2 separate regions of the Sus scrofa genome follow, and region 2 is linked to region 1. A link is a contact called in public Hi-C data. All regions are on one chromosome and are shown on one strand. Each heading gives the region's core, a stretch centred on a gene start, on an enhancer-like site or on the middle of the called end of the contact. The rest is flanking DNA. Distances are from core to core; before and after follow the strand shown.

The links. Hi-C and Micro-C count contacts between places; a contact is called where the count stands out from the background.
Region 2: a Hi-C map of subcutaneous adipose tissue shows a contact between it and region 1, with 1.7 times the contacts expected there. The contact joins the promoter of ARHGAP20 here to the promoter of FDX1 in region 1. A contact is called at or near these places in 2 of 5 promoter capture datasets (fetal skeletal muscle and liver), 8 of 47 Hi-C or Micro-C datasets (alveolar macrophages, embryonic fibroblasts, fetal heart ventricle and 4 more) and 1 of 2 datasets of contacts at active chromatin or transcription factors (skeletal muscle).

What each region holds. Positions count from the first base shown.
Region 1 is chr9:38,374,835-38,377,534 of Sscrofa11.1, forward strand. It overlaps FDX1 (ferredoxin 1), which reads left to right and starts at 1,313. Exons shown (of 4, transcript NM_214065.1): 1 at 1,313-1,498. The coding sequence starts at 1,320. LOC110262223 (a long non-coding RNA gene) reads right to left here and starts at 2,554. Exons shown (of 7, transcript XR_002347018.1): 1 at 1,821-2,554.
Region 2 is chr9:38,580,971-38,583,670 of Sscrofa11.1, forward strand. It overlaps ARHGAP20 (rho GTPase-activating protein 20), which reads right to left and starts at 1,251. Exons shown (of 16, transcript XM_021062754.1): 1 at 957-1,251. The coding sequence starts at 1,061.

The DNA.
Region 1 (2,700 bases), core at 63-2,562:
ACTTGCTGGGTTTGTTGAGACCAGCTCAACTTGAATGTCGATCTTTATCATAAGATCCAAGCAATTTAGGAGCAGAAAGAGAGAACCTGCAGGTTCTCTCTGCCCTCAGGTTCAATACCTACCATACATTGTCCCCAGAGATTTTTATCAGGCCTATACTGCATATACTCTTGTTCTGAATATTCTTCAAAGTATGTTTGATTATGCTGAGTAAATTTGCAATGTCCTTTTGACTTTAGCCTTTAAAGGGCAGCCTTAGGCAGGACGTCCCAGGAAGAGTTATGGGACTTTGTGACGCACCATCCCATCTTGCGCGTTAGTTTGTCTAACCTTCAGGATGGCCCTGAAGGATGGAACATCTTATCCACGTAAACGTTATGGAGATTCTGATCCTCTAAGAGAATACTTTATCCAAGGTCTCAGAGCTCAAAAGTGGTAGACCTTGAATTTGAACATCACTGTTTCTGACCTCAAAGCTCACGCTTTTTCTTCTGCAACATATTAACAGTGATAAAGTGTAATTTTAAATTCATCTTCCTGGCTTTGTAAGTCTTTTTTTTTTTTTTTTTAAATCTAAGCTTATCAAAGTTTCCTTTTCAGGCTCACGGATTTCAGGTCCTCAAGGAGCATTTGTTTGCTCTTCAAAGCCTAGGATCATTACCTGCCTTCTCTGGTATCCCGGTTTTTTCATTACTGTGATCATTCGTAACTATATAGTCATGGTTATTCCTCTATGTATCACCTATTGGCGTTTTGAAAATTTCTTAAATTGGCTACTGTCCTTGTTTAAAAATGGCTAGAATTACTTTTATCCTAGTTTTTGAACTCCAAGATGAAAATCTCCCACTTTTTGTTTTTTTTAAATGGGCAAGAGGAGAGAAGTGCAGAACAAAAGAAACTGGTTTAATTAACTGGGGATTGTTTTACTGTGTTTTTCCGTCAGACTTCAGCTATCTTAAAACGCACGGCTTCTGTTTGCAACTCCAGACGGAACAGAGCAGCGAGGTTAGGACAGAATCTGGTCAGTAGATGAACCGACCAGGCCGGCAGCCCCGCCCCCTAACAGCCCCGCCCGGGAGGCTGGAGGCGGAGGCGGGGCCTCACTCGGGACGCCCGGGGCTTATAGGTCACCCGGAAGGCGCGCTGGGCCTTCGGCTACGCACTGAGCAGGCCTCACCTGGGCCCTAGCCCCAAGCGCCCCTCGCCGCGGCTCCAGGCGTCAGACCCGCGCACCGTCCCCCCACCCCGCACTCGCCGAGCCTCCCCTTCTCGGCCGCTGCGGTGCGGCCTTCGTCGACACCCGTAGTTACCAACTGGCTATGGCCGTCCGGCTCCTGCGCGTCGCCTCCGCAGCCCTGGGCGACACGGCAGTTCGGTGGCAGCCCCTCGTCGGACCCCGCGCGGGAAACCGGGGGCCGGGCGGGAGCATCTGGCTGGGTCTGGGTGGCCGTGCGGCCGCAGCGCGGACGCTGAGCTTGTCGGCGCGCGCGTGGAGCAGGTGAGGGCGGGGGCGCGGGGGGCCCTGGTGTGGGGCAGGTGGGGGCGGGGGGCTTCGGAGCGTGGCCGCCCTCCCTCCGCCCGGTTTCTCGTTCAGTCAGCTACTCCCGGGCAGTGGGCGTGGGCGGCACACGCCTGGCACCACCCGCCTTTCGCCCCGCCTTCTCCGTGGCCCCCTCTGGTAGCTCCGCGTGGTCGCTGCCTCCCTGGCGTCCCTTTGCCCAGTGGCCTTTCGGATCCGCCCAAGCCTGGCGGGGAACCGGGCCCGGTGCCCTCAGCAAAGCCGAGCGCTGATTCTCCGTGTGGTCGGGCGGCGGTCTCACCTTTGCTCTGCCCTGAACTCGCGGTGATCTTCGTGAGATGCGCCCGGTTCAGGTCCTGGCCAGCAGTTTCTTTCCAGGCTTTCCTCCTGCTCGGTTAGGACGTTCTGTCCCCAAGTCTGTTCGTTTAGGAAACACCTGCTCTATCCCCGAGTTTCAGTGCCTGCTCCCTTCTGGTTGAGCCATGCGTTGCCTGGCGAGGCAGTTTTAAATTGGGCTATGACACTTAGGTCTGTAAGTGGAAGCTAACAATCGAGAAAGCCTCACAGGATTATTTGAAGAGCAAATGCAAGCATATAGGTAATGCAGGGAGTTTTCTGTCTGGCCCGTAGCAAGGGCCCGGGTAGATCCAGCTGTTAGCATCAACTGTTTCCTAGGCCCACAGCATTGAGTATTTTGTATTAAATGTTGAAAGAGATGTGAAAAAATCTGCCCGGAATATGTTAAATTTTTATATTCTTGGGCATATTTGTTTTTCAGAGACACAGCCACCCGTAGATATAATAGAGATAAAATGTACCCAATATTTCCGAGTATAGCAGTGTGGCGGCTCCTTACCTCTCTGACCTGCTGTGGTATATAGCAGGGAGCAAGAACCACAGGGAGAAAGTGTTGGGTTTATATTCCTCTCTAGTTTCTCAATGAGGTTCCTGAGACGAGAGTGATATTTATTCATCTTTTCCCTTTTATCCCATAATGTAGTGGGTGCTCAATAAATTTTTGTTACATGAACTGTAAAGGAGATAATGGAGAAGGCAAGCCAGGTATTTGTCCCTGTTTTCCCTACACTCTCCTGTCTTTGACTTCCTTCCATCTGGATGCTTGTTTTTTTGCCTTGGATGCTTTTATTATTTATGTACTTATGCATTTATTTATTTTTGGC
Region 2 (2,700 bases), core at 1-2,500, 210 kb after region 1:
ATTCCGCATCCCTCCTCCCAGCTTTGACAGGGACCCTGTGCGCTGTCCTCAAGCCCTGCGAACCGGACCAGGGAGAGAGCCCTCCCGCGACCCTCGTCGCAGCCCACCTGCCCCACCCCGCCAGGTTTCAGGCCCAACCCGGCCTTCGCAGCCCCCGGCGTCGACCGTTACCAATCCCAGCACACCCACAAGGCTGACCACCGCCCCCCAGACCCAGAGTCGTGCCGAGAGCGCCGCGCTGGGAGCAGGCATTCCCTTCCGCCCGCCACCAGCCACCAAAGAGCGCGGAGCGGCCTCCCCGCCGCGTCCAGGTGAAGGGCTAAGCCCTTGGGCGCTGCAGCCGGCCGCCTACCTTCATCGTGGGCGCCGCGCCCGAGCGGACGCCGAGGCCCTGAAGACCCCGGAGCTGACCCCAAAAAGGAACGGTGAGAGCCTGGGGACCAGGCGCGAAGGGGGGGGGGGCTGGGGACCGGAGCGGGGGGAGGCTTGGGGACCGGAGCGGGGGGGAGGGGGGGGAGCCTGAGGACCGGGGTTGGGGGGGAACCTGGGGACCCGGGGGTTGGGGGGACCCCCAGGGCCGGGGAGGGCGAAGCCCCACACCCGGCCCGCCCGCGTCGCCCGGGGGAGGAGCGGGGCTGCGGGTTTTGCGCGGATGGAGACGGATAGGACGGCTGTCTGGTCCGCTTGGAGAACGACTAAAACGCTAGTTGCCAAGAGCCCGGGGTGCCGGGTGGCTAGGGAGACGGGAAGGCGGGAACGGTCAGGGCCGAATGCCGCGGGCCGCGAGCTTCGAGCGTTAAATCCCTTCGGCGTTCGGGCCACGAGCCTCGAGCGTTAAATCCCCGCGGCGTCCGGCCCGCGCGGTGTTGATGGGCGCGGAGGGCGCGCGAAGGGAGTGGGGATGCGGCGGCGGCGGCGGCGGCGGCGGCGGGCGCGGGGCCCCGCTCGGTCCTCACCTTCTTGGTGCCGGGGCCGCCCGCGATCCGAGACACTCCGGTCAGGGAAGAGGAGCGCCCCGGCTGCCCCCCTAGAGTCTCCTGCTGGGGGGACATCGCTTCCATGAAGAGGACTTTCCAGCCAATCCCAGCCCAGGAGGAGGCTACGCGGTCATGTCCGCGGGACGGAGGCCGGACGGGAGAGGACGCGCGGGGCCGAGGTGGCTCCAGGTGCGGGCAGCGCGCCTCCCGTCGGGGCCATGTACCGCCGCCCGCGCTCAGCACTACGGCTGCGGGCGATTGCAGCGGAGACCGCCCGGCAGCGCCGCGGCTGCCCCGCCTCGGGCCCGCCCCTCGGCGCCGGGCTCCCTGCTCCGGGCCCGCCCCCGGCCGCCCTCCTCCGGCCCCAACCCTCCCTGCGCCCGCCCGGCCTGTGGCGCCCCCGGCCGCGCGCCTGCCTTGATATGTGTTAGGGCGCCGGCGACCGACTGACCTTCTCCGTCCACGCCTCCAAGTGGGGCCAGCCCGCAGGAGCTCACCGGCCGGTGTTACGAACCTGGTCCTCTAGCGCGGTGATGCGCGCCTCTCCCGCCGCCAGCCCCCTTGCACCCGACCCCATCCCTTTCCGCGGCAGCGCGTGCGGCGGCGCAGCTGTGGCGACCTCAGCCTGAACAGGGGAGTGGCAGCGATGCCTGCCTCGCTTTCGGCGGACCACAGAGGGGTCCCCCGCCTGGCCCCTCCCCCGCCCAGGAGGCCCGGGGACCGAGTGGCACGTCGCAGAGGGCCGTGGCCGCGCACGGTGCAGCCCCGCCGGTTCGCCCGCCCGCGGCCCGTGGTGTCGCAGCGCCCCGCACGCTTTGCACCGGCGGTTTCCGCGGGCTGCTGGCTGCGGAGACGGGCATTCCAAACGTGCAAGCTCAATTCGGGAAAATGCAGGCGGAGCGAGGACTCTGAAATTTGGCTTAGCTCTCGAGAAGGCTACAATATGTGGAAGTGTTTATCAGATATCTGCGCTGAGAGCATAACTTCCTGTCAGCCTAAATAGTGGCAAATTTTTTAAAGGCCAAAGAATAATCAGAGGGAGGGGATTTGGAGCCGACCCGGGCTGAGTGGAGGGTTGCTGCACTTGGCAGGACTAGCTGACTGGTGCGGAGGCTTCGGTAGGTGGCATTCTTCGCTTGAAATCCCGACTGCATAAAGGGCGGATTAGCGATGAAAGACACCATTCTATGATACTAGCTTGTGGAAGGGGTTGTTTGTTTTTTGTGGTAAGAAGAAGCAGAACGAGGTTCCTGCCGGGTTGGGCCTTTATCAGGTCAGTTTGTAGAAGAATAGGGTCCTGGCCAGCTCTGTTCCAAGCAGAAGTTGCTATCCAAACACACCCACACTCCAGCACCACCACCAAACCCCGGAATTGTTTATGGTGGAAGTAATGGGGACAAAAGGTTCCAGACCATTTTAAGCCTTGTCTATATCACATTGTTTAAAGTAGGCTTACACAGGCTTTGTAAATCATTTGCACACACACGTATATATATATGTGTATATATATATAAATCATGCACATGTATGTGTGTATACATATACACACGTGTATGTTTTATGCAGATATATACATATATATGTATATATATGCATGATGTATACACACACCACACACCAAAACACAGATTTTCAGGTTATCTGCTGCTTCTATCCATGTGCAGAGATAGGACTTTGCAGTCACTCTAGAGTTTTTCATGAATTTTACATTTTAAATTGTGGA